Linked DNA regions of Rattus norvegicus: region 1 is linked to region 2. The links are chromatin contacts, called in public Hi-C maps. All regions are on one chromosome and are shown on one strand. Each heading gives the region's core, a stretch centred on a gene start, on an enhancer-like site or on the middle of the called end of the contact. The rest is flanking DNA. Distances are from core to core; before and after follow the strand shown.

Region 1 (5,673 bases), core at 2,312-4,811, 300 kb before region 2:
CTTGTACGGCAGAGGGTAGCAGAGGTTCTCTCAGTTGATGAGGTCACTCCTGGACACCAATGAATGGCAGGGCTATCACCTTCTTGGTTTTGTCCTAAGGGCAAGCCTGCCCCCTGTTTTACCTTTTAGTAGCTGGTGTGTGTGTGTGTGTGTGTGTGTGTGTGTGTGTGTGTGTGTATGAACAAGAAACAACTTAGTGTCATTTGAGAAGAGGAAACCTCAATTGAGAAAATGCCTCCACCCTGATGTCATGTCAGGGCTGTGCCCTTCTTGACCTGGGTATAACTGCTTTTCCTTTCTCCACGAATGCCTCCCTGGACCTTCTGTCCCCCAGGTGTTATGGCTGGTGAATCTCAGGCTCCTGACCTGAGGGTGTTTGAAGATTTTTGACTCTCAGGGGAGCTTGGTTTTAAACAATAATTTTCTCTCAGTAGGTTCCTGGTCGCTGTCCTCTGAATCACAGAGTGACAGAGTGGATTTCTCTCCACTGCTGACTGCTTTGCCAGAAGAACCAGTGCCAAAATCTACAGACTTGTGAGGACAATGGGCTCATCCTAAGGGCAAGCCTGCCCCCTGTCTTACCTTTCAGGAGCTGGGGTGTGTGTGTGTGTGTGTGTGTGTGTGTGTGTGTGTGTGTGTGTGTGTGTGCGTGTGAACAAGAAATAACTTAGTGTCATTTGAGAAGAGGGAACCTCTATTGAGAGAATACCTTCACGCTGATGTCATGTTGGCAAGTCTGTGAGGGCATCTTGATGAGTGATTGGTGTGTGAAGGCCCGGCCACACATGTACACAAGGGCACATGCGTATCACCCGTGGGCAGGTGAGCCTGAATTATATAAGAACACAGGCTGAACAAGTCATGAATAGCAGCCAGTAAGCAGCATTCCTCTATGGGTTTTGCTTCAGTTCCTGACTCCAGTCCTCAGCGATGGACTATGAAGTATAAGCTGGAATAAACCTTTTCCTCCTCCAACTCATTTTTGCTCATGGTGTTTAAATGGCAGTAGAGGGAAAACTGAGTCATGCTCCCTCCACCAGGCTGTTTCCCTTCTTTTCCTCACCCATCCTTCTCTCCATACCTTCCATGTATCTTTTGTTTTCTTTGTGATTTTCCAGAGCTCCTCTCTTTGGAGCATTTTTCCCCATGTTTCAACTCTCTCCTTCACCAGCGCACACAGACAGCTTCCAGGTTAACCCTGAAACCCGGTTGCACAAAGATTCTGCCACAGTTATGGAAGTCTAGCGTAGCCACTCCCTGGCTGAGAGAGGTCCACAGGTCAGTGGGGTGTGCATAGGTTCCTGTCAGACTCCCCACTTACAGCTTACAGCTTTGTCCTTCGCCAACTGTGTAGCAAGGGTACATGTTCTGCCTGACTAGTAAGGTTGGTAGAATGCTACATACAGGGGCTGATGCGATGATCATTTGAGTGACTGAAAAGTGTGTAGGACGAGTTTAACACACAGGAAATACTGTAGACGTTACCTACTGTAACAGAATACTTTCCAGTAGTTGAGAAGTGCAGGCTAGCTTTCTACACGCATGCTTTCAAGAATGCATCCATTTTCACTGTCTTCTCTCTCTGCCACCCTTCTTTAAAAACGTCTTTTGCCTGTGTCTGCCTTGACCTCTTTCTCTGCTCCAGAGATGATCCCACAGGGGACCATCACAGCCCAGATGTCTTTGGTGGCTGGGAGAAAGCCCTATAGCTGAATACCGTTAAGCACTGGGAAGGGCTTCTTAGCTGGGTGCCTATCAGAATGATGGTAATTTCAGCTGTCACTATGTCTCCCTGTGGACTCTCCTTGGGACTCTTGACTCTGCCCTGTAGTGATTTGAAATGGATTTTATTAAGCTCTCATTATTCGTCCCCCGCCTTGGTATCTGAACCGCATGAGAGTTAGTGCCTGCCTGGTGATCTGCTCAGGCCTTTTCACATGCCCAGCTCCCTCTCTCTCTCGTGCACGAAATCCAAAGTGAGGTCCAGGGTTCAGAGGCCCAGCTCAGCTTGTGAATTAATGGAGTGGTGGGCTACCTTTGTGTCCGTTTCTTAAATGTTTTCCTCAAGCAGAATTATAAATAGGCTGTTTTCTGACCCATGGGTCAAAAAGTGAATAATCAGGCAAATGATTTTGATTCTAACATCTATTATGAACATAACACATTAATAATGAATGTCAAGAATTCGGTTCAGAGGTGGTAAAGGCAAAGGCACCTTGTGTCTCTCTTTGTCCACTTACCGTCTTGTTCAACGCCTTTTTTCTATCTGGAGTGGCAATAGGACTTTTCAAAGTCTTCCTGGATGGTGGGATTGCTCAGTGGGTAAGGACATCAGGTTACTAAGAACCCACTTGATGGAGGGAGAAAACCGACTCCTGCAAGTGATCTTAGACCTTCACATGTGCTGTGGCACATGTACATATGTGTACACACACACACACACACACACACACACACACACACACACACAATATGTAAAAAAAATGAAAAGAAAGCTGCAAACAGAAAGGAGATATCCACACTCATAAACAAACCTAAGAGTGTCCGTAACAGCCTGCCTTTGACTGAACGGAGGGGTGTAAGGAGGCGAGGGTCAGCTTTTGGGTCTCAATTAAATTCCTGCTTCTGTTCTACTTTAACAAGACTGGGAAGTTGAGTGTCCACATCTCTCGAGAATGTTTTCTGCTCTGAATCCCTGGGGAGTGGTGTGCTGCAGACGTCGTTTCATTTTATCCCAGCAAACTGTCTCATCCCCTCCTCTTCCTGAGGACAGAGATCTGTAAATGGGAACAAACCAGCTCTTCACTCTTCCCTGATAGGTCTCCGCCTTTCACAGAGTTCAGATGAGAAGGTTTTAAGAGGAACCGACCTCCTTGGATAGCAGTAGCTGCTATGAGGACTCTGACATTTTTGTAAAGTGCCAAATCGCCATATGGATTAAACCTACCGTCTCTTCCCGCTGTGGGTTGGCTCATAAAGGACCAGCCGCTGAGCCGCCCTCAGCCAGGCGCCAAGAGGCAGAATTCCCCCACGATGAGGGCAGTTTGGGAGCTTAAGTGAGACATGGCTCCTTGGAAAGCCAGGCCAGTTTCTTGTGATGGAGGCTGGAGGAGAATGGCACTGGACTTGATGAAAAGAACAAGGAGATGAGGTCACTGCTACTGCTCCACCTACTGGCTTAGCAGACTTGAGACATCCACATTTTCCGTTTCCTTGGGACCCTACCACTCACCACTGCAGGCAGACCAGACAACAGCATGAGGAGATTCCATTGGCTTTTGGCACCTGAGATGTCCAAATTGACATCCCCATTGAGGGGTCTTCATGATACTCATGAACTCAGGCTATCCTGGGTGTTCGTTTAAAGTTCCTCAGTCTCACATGCTCCTCACATGTACTGATTTGAACACTTTAATGGTAAACTCAGTTACCAGTAATGTGTTGGTGTCACATTAAGGAAAGGGATTAAGAAACACTTCCCTTTGGCACAGTTTAATCAAGAGTGAGCCTGGACTTGAATTCTCTATTTCTCTGACCCCTGTCTTCCAAAGGATGTAAGGCTGTAAGGATGATGGGAGACATACTGCTGTTCGGGAGGTCGCTGATGAACGCCCGGGCTGTGCTCAACTTTAAACTGAAAAAGAAGGACAAGCAAGACTTTGGGGAGGAATTGAGGGAACCCAGCACAGGAAACAACAGCCGGGAATTCTTAGTGAGCCTAAGGAACTTCCGGGTCTTCATCGCGCTGTGGAATGGATTCATGATTCTCTGCACGATCGAACTGTTCAGCTCTTGAGCCCCGCATGGAACCCAGAGCTTGCCTGCGGGACATCCACGGCTTCGTTTCTGTTTCTGTTGACTTCAAGAATGCTTCTCACCGGAAGACCAAGGAGCTGCCCTGAAGGCTTGAGCTCATTTAGGTAGAGAACGTCCATCACCCAGCCACCCAACCCCTCCTTCGCCCTAGTTCCGCCTGTACTTTGCAGTTTCGGGAAGTCCTGTAAGACACAGTGACACAGTTGGGCTTTGTTAGGACAAAGACACACCTAGATCTTCTCCATGTGGCCATTCCGTCTTTGCCCAGCTTCTCCAGAAACCTGACACGGGCTATTTCTTGGTTGACTTGCTCCTGATTGTTTTGATTTGATTTGTTTCTTCCCGATTACCGTATGAGTCTGAATTCGACTCCTAAACACTGCCTTTTGAGTCTGTCTGTCCTTATTTGTGTCTGTGAGTCCCTCACAATGGGCTTTGCTTCCGGGCATCACATGGGGGAAGGAATGCGGGATACTTTACAGAAATCTTGAACTCTAACTGACCCTGCACTGACCCGGATAACAAACAAACCAGTGCCACCAAGCCACATCCATATGTTACAGCATCCAGCATTTATGGTGACTAATCATTTTTATAAGACCACTTTCAGCCCTTTTGCTGTTCCTAGCATTTATTACCATAACATACAGACGGATGTGCATTATTTGCCGGGTCAGGGGCACGGCAGAGCACACGATTTCAGATGCAGTTATGCATTAGTTTAACTTGGAAAAGTTAATTACATGGCAAACCCAGGGCAGGTCAGGTTGATTGCTATATTCTCATCTTAAAGGCAGGTTAAACAACACAGGATGAGTACACAGTAGGATGGCGGTCTTAAGTGGCCTCAGGAAATATTAACCATTCTCGCTATGAGGTCCAGCAAAGTTCTAGTCTCTCTTAGAGCGTAAGAGATATTTTCATAATGGCGCACTGTCCTGCGTGGATTTTCCTCTATGTAACATCAAGGAGAGATGCATTGCTTATTTTAGTAGCACTCACTGGTTCCCTCTGCCAAGGGCCCATCTAGGATGCTCAGAGACATTCCAAGCACCTGGTAGGTACCTCTCTTACAGTGACAGGGGAAAACAGTCATGTATAGAGATGGTTAACGTCCCTGGGAGCAGTAGTGTCACCACCTGAGAACCAATGTCCACAGTAGTCTTCAGTTGAGGAGGACAGTGGCAGCTTCTCTACAAAGAGCTGGATGACTAGAGTTGTCAGGGCTGAGACATCCCACATCACCAATGAGACACCGTGGGCACAGTTTCCACACAGTGGGTTTGCAAGACAAGGGGGGTTGGGGGAATTGGAGTTTTTTCTCATCATGCTTGGATCTAAGGAAACTTTGATTAAATGAACACTAGGAAAAGAGGACACAGAACAGATCCCTGGTGACTGGCGTAATGTGTGTGTGTGTGTGTGTGTGTGTGTGTGTGTGTGTGTGTGCGTGCGCGCGCATGTGTGTGTATACAGTGTGTGTGTGTATATATATATAACATGTAATGTGTAATGTGTAATATATAAGATGATATATGATATGCACATAAATATATACTAAAATACACATATTATGTATATAATATATATTTAATTTTTGTATTTCAAACCATACTGGAGGAAAGACATCTTTTTCTACATATGTCACTTAAGTTTGTGGCCAAGGTTCCTATAACAAGATTAACAAGAATAAAGTGTAGACTACATAATACAGGTTATATGTGATCCAAGAGTTTTTGTGAGAAAAATAAGATTCTCCCCATCCCAAGAAAGGGGAAGGACTGAACATTTTTCCCTCTAGTTTTGATGACAGCTGAGGAGCAGTAGAGAAAACACAGCTGGTGGACCTAGTGGAGG
Region 2 (5,414 bases), core at 2,906-5,405:
TACTTCCGGTACTAAATAGACATGGAGCGATGAGCAAAATACATGCATTGTCTGAACTCCATTATCTTCATCCATTAAAACAGACCAACGCTTCATAGTAGTAAAAACCTGATGTGAAAAGCTGAAAAAATACCAGATATTGCAAAGGATTTTGATTTGTGGGTCATAAAAGTGCAGGTTATTTTTGTTCCCTTATGGTCTTAATTTATTGATCATTTTATATATCGGGATACTTCATGTGTTTTTGCAATACGAAACTAGAATTTCTAGGCTATTAAAAATACCCAACAAAACTCCCAATATATGAGAAACCTCTTTGTGAGTTGCTGGCCAATGGAGTCCAAGAGACCTAAACAATTTAGGTTATTTCGGTTGGCCTTGGTTGCCACCCAGAGGTTGAAGGCAGGTGCCTATTGCTGAAAACATATACTTCGGAGGTTGCACCCAGAGGGTCCCAACTAGATCTGACCTGAAAGACTGCTCCCTGAGGATTAGTTTTCACAGCAGGGGAAGGCACCATCCAAGCTTCCAAGAGAGGAAAGCAAGGGCACCCAGCCTGTGAATCACAACAACTAGCATGGTTGGTAACCGCAAGGGCTCTCATCTTGGCCGGCAACCATCAGCTCTCTAATTGGACTTAAGGCTTCTCAACAGGAGGGAGATCTAGTCAACTAACCAGGATCTTACAGGAGAACCCATTACTGCCACTTCATTCGGCCACCTTCTCTGCACACCCACAGATGAGGGTGGCTCTCACTCCTCATCAGTGGAATGTCGCTTTGCTAGTCAGATACCAGAACAGAAAACCACAACTTGTCAAATCCGAGAGAACAAGTAATCTGGGGGTGCCTCCCCTCAGCTGCTATATCCACAACAAAACTCCTGCATCCAAGACTCAGGGAGCATCAAGGAGGAAGAGGCAGAAAGATCCTGAGAGCCAGAAGACTAAAGAAATCTGCTGTGGGGTTGTATCGCGCCTAGACTTGAACAAGCAGAATATCAATAGACGTGGTAACAGAGAAGGGGGAAATCTCACAGGGCCCCACCCTGTAGACAAAACAAACCGAAGGCTGAGAGCAGGAGAAACAGTCTTCTCCAGGGCTGAGCTCCCTATTGGCTAGCCAATACCAATAGGTCAGCCCTAAAATGATAAGCATACAAGAAACACTAAATGGACTGAACAGGTTATATTTACATATTTAAGCATACACCACACACACACCCCTCAAGAGAAAGAGACCATGAATTTGAGAGGGAACAGGAGGGGACATGAGAGGAGTTGGAGGGAGGAAAGGGAAGGTAGTAAATTAAAAACAAATAAAAAATTACAATATCTAAATATGACGAATGTTGAAACCATGCATTTTAGAGCACTTTGTTGCCTACACCCCTTAGAATGAGTTCTTAAATGTCCTATAACATTTTGAAAAAGACCTCCAAGTCTAATTTGTAGGATTTACTTTGTAAAACGTCGTTTTGTTTGTTCATTTTGTAGGCTGGGTGCCTGAAAGTTCCACAGGGAAAGCTTCGACGGCAGTCTTCCAACCCACCAGAGCAATGTCAATAAACACATATGAACTTAAAACCAAAACCTCAATGTTTTGCCATGCAGAGCTCATGCAGAAGCCTTATAAGTCAGACTCTCCAGGACTTGAAGCACACTGCCTGGTCACTTTCTGCTTGTCTGACCATCGTTAATTTATATACTAAGCCTGGAGACCTTCATCTTCTAAGTTGAAAACCCTATGTGGGTGGCATGCTGAGGGTGGAAGGAGACTGGGCACATAGAATGTCGATGTACGAAGAGTGTGATCAACATTTCCCAAATTTCCAAACTCCAAAGTTAAGATATATATTGATCAAAGCTTGCAATAAGCCAGGTGTGGTGGAGCACACCTTTAATCCCTGCACTCAGGAGGTAGAGGCAGGAGTTTGAGGCCAGCCCGGTCTACAAAGATGAGTTACAGGACTGGTCAGGGCTAAATAGAGAAACATTGCCTTGAAGAAAACAACAAAAACAAAATCCAAAACAACCAAATAGAAATAGTAATAGTATAAATATAAAATACAATAATTTAATTGCCTTGAGTCTTAAACAGCAAATTATGTGATCTTGCTGTATCCAAGGTTGCTTTTTTCTTTTCGTTTTCTTATTACGCATGTACACATCTGCATTAGGATCTCTCAATAGATTTCTGCCCAAGACTTACAATCAGATAGCTTTGGGGGAAGAGTGGACAGGGTGAGATCTAACCAATAATTGCAAGGTTTTGCTACCTCACTTTCTTCTTCTAAACCCTGGCCTGTTCCCTGTGGAGACTATTAGTTCAGGTACTATTTAATTTCCTTGCTTAAAGTCTGAGGACAGTGACAGCTAACATTTAGTGCCTCTAACAGTGACATACTATGCTAGAAGAATTGCAAACAGCATTTTGCTTCTTCTAACAAGAATGGCAGAGATTTGCATTCTTGTTCTTGTGATTGTTCCTGGGAAGCAGAGGCCGTCACTGCCACTTGCTCAAGTCATGGAGCTAATCGGTGGCCGCATATTGTAAGCAAGACCTCAATGAATTAATACAGTGAGTTTTGTTCTTTGACTAACGAGAATCTCAGGCACTAAAGGGCAAATAAACCAGTTTTTCTCAAATCTTAGTAATTTATTTAATTTCCTCTGGGGGATGGGTGATCTTTTGTTTTTTTTTTTTTTTTTAAACTAATTTAATATTGTTATCAACAGAAGGGAATGATATGGAGACGATGAAATTGAATGTACAAGGATGTTTCTTGTCTCTAAGTACTGAATTCTGTAGTTATTCCTAAAGTAGTCCAGCTTTCGGTGTATTTTGGAGAAGCCATACTAGCCATTTAAGGTCAAGCAAACAATTGGGCAACTCTTAACCACGTGCATTGCACAGGCTTCCATCTCTGAGCTTGCAGAATCTCGATATCTTTAGAGCCTTGCTCTACCCCTGCTATGCACACTCCTCCAGGAAGCTACTGGATAAACCTCTTGTAAGGATCTGCTAGCTGGCTGCATGCTCCAACCTGCACCCTAATTCTACCTACTCTCCTCCTATTCTTCTTCATGCACATTCTAATATGCTAGACATCAGACTCCTGGCCAGGTTTTAGGCTCCGTTCAGGGGAACAGGAGGGCGATAGGCGAACGGCGACGCGCACGGAGGCGCGCGGGCCGGGGCGGGGCCAGCGTGCAACGTCGGGGGCGGGCACAAACAAGTCTCCGCGCAGCTCGCCTTTGTTCTCTGCCATTGTGAGGCACTTCCTCCTCTGGCACTTCATTTCTGCACCCTGTGGGGAATTCGGAACTGGCTTTTGGGCTTTAGTTTGGGGTACGTGACGCTGTTCTGAGCCTGGCCTCTCCCTTGCTACCCTTCTTCCCCATGCTTGGCAGGAATGCCGAGTACAAAGAGCTACTTGCCCCCGACGGCTGCACCGCCGCTCTACCGGCTACTCCCGCAGGAGGCATCCTAACCCAGGACTGGGGACCGCACCTCCCGATCGGCCACCGCGGCAACCCGTTCCCTCGGATATGCACGGGGTCCGGGCGCCGTCGGCTCGGACGAGCCCTGCAGCTAGGGTCGGAGGCCAGCGCGCAACCCGAGCCCAGCCGCCTAGGAGTCCCGGGAGCCAGCGCAAGTGTCGCAGCAACCCTCCCTAGCGCTCGAGCTCCCCGGCCGGCTGGCGGACTCCTCTACCCCCTTATATAGCCCTCTAAAAATAGCTTGCCTTGTACCGCCTTGTAAGGCAGCAGGGAGATCCGCAGCGCGCCAATCGGCGGCTGCCGTCGGGGCCTGGCCCCGCCCCAGGGTCCGCTCCGAGTGCCGCATTGGTCCTCAGTGACTTCATGAGCCCCCTGTTTACCTTACATGGTCACACGCGGCCTCATGGACGTCCTCCTCCGAGATCCCACGGCTGCGCGCAAAGCAGGGCGGAGGGAGGGAGTTTGGGGAGGGGGAAGAGCAGGAGGAGGAGACAAGGGGGAGGGGGGGGACTACAAACTAGCGAGGATGGGGTTGGGGGTGGGGAGGGAAGGGAAGGGGTGGGGGGGCGAGAAGCGATCGCGAGAAAAAAAATGCAACCTCCCAAAATAAAGAGCAAAGATTGCATTAGGAGCGAACAGCGCTGCAGATATAGATGGCAGCTTCGTGTCAGTGAGTTTGCGTCCCCCTTCCTGATCCACGAGCTGGAGTGATTAGAGCCCTGGAAGGGAATTGTTACTCCCGTGAAGTCCCCTTTTCCTGGCAGTCATCTGCACTGTACACGCTGGATCCCTCTCTCCATCCACCCGACTCACTCGCTCCTCTCTCACCTCCTCTCTCCCTCTCTCCTGCATTGATTTTTTTTTCTCTCCTTTTTTTAGTTGACTGAAACAAAACAAAACAAAAGGGCCACTGGATGTCTGCCTTCTTGGGGGGTGAGCCAGACAGACTGACAAACAAACAGACCCAGCTGAGCTCGGGGGAGGGTTTCTCCTCCGGTTTTGCCCGGCAGCAGCAGCATGGACGTGTTGGCTAGTTATAGTATATTCCAGGAGCTACAACTTGTCCACGACACCGGCTACTTCTCAGCTTTGCCATCCCTGGAGGAGACCTGGCAGCAGGTGAATGATTTAAATTACTTGTGTAAATCGTGTGGCGGCGGCGGAGACGCAGGGGCTGCATTTGGTGTGGGCTTTGAGTTGAAAAACATTTTAATTCTTTTTTTCTTATTTATTTATTTTTTGGCTGTGTGTTGTTTAAAATGTTTTGTGAAACAATCATATGCGCTTACCTCTCCACCCACCCCTAACCCCTTAGTGTGCTGAGCTGAGCTGGTCCTAGCTGCCTGCGTTTCTGTCACCAACACACATCCTTGCGCACACGTTGTCGGCTCGCTGTCCCCCGGCAAGAGAATTGCTGGCGAACTTCTGGGGTTTGGAGGAGCCGGGTGGGAAGGTGGTCGAGCAATGGTTGACAGGATACCACGTTCCTAGATGCAGGAGTTCTGGTCTTAGTACTTAAATCAGCTTTATCTATTTCAACTGGTCCTGAGGACCGTCAAGGGGGGTTGGGTGAGGGTGGCATGGAGTGTTTTTTCCCAGTGATTTAGCGAGTGTCAATTCAGAACAGGAGCTTGATTTTTAGATTATACAAGGTGAGCTGTAGGAAGAGAAGCCAGGTGACAAAAGACGCTTAAGGATATGTACAAGGAAGACGAGATGTATCTCTCTTAGGCTGACAATGCATTGTACATTTCCCCAGCTAATGCCTCCAGAAGGAGCAGCCTCTACTGTGTCCTTGTGTCTTGTTTATTTGTTTGGGGTGTCTCTCAGGTTAGCACCACCTTGGACAAAGGGTGGTGTGTGCTTCTGTGCTTCCCTACTTTGTCTTAGAGGACTAGTTTAGAAAACTCCT

The links. Hi-C and Micro-C count contacts between places; a contact is called where the count stands out from the background.
Region 1: a contact with region 2 is called in a Hi-C map of the A7r5 cell line, with 4 times the contacts expected there. The contact joins the promoter of LOC103690545 here to the promoter of Klf7 in region 2. A contact is called at or near these places in 6 of 12 Hi-C or Micro-C datasets (the A7r5 cell line, the Rat2 cell line, Schwann cells and 3 more) and 1 of 1 datasets of contacts at active chromatin or transcription factors (oligodendrocytes).

Annotation. Positions count from the first base shown.
Region 1 is chr9:73,318,529-73,324,201 of GRCr8, reverse strand. It overlaps LOC103690545 (small integral membrane protein 7-like), which reads left to right and starts at 3,561. Exons shown (of 1, transcript XM_039084969.2): 1 at 3,561-4,196. The coding sequence starts at 3,569. The coding sequence ends at 3,796.
Region 2 is chr9:73,018,797-73,024,210 of GRCr8, reverse strand. Klf7 (KLF transcription factor 7) reads left to right here and starts at 4,155. Exons shown (of 4, transcript NM_001399681.1): 1 at 4,155-4,621. The coding sequence starts at 4,520. It overlaps LOC103690543 (a long non-coding RNA gene), which reads right to left and starts at 4,049. Exons shown (of 2, transcript XR_010054801.1): 1 at 3,883-4,049.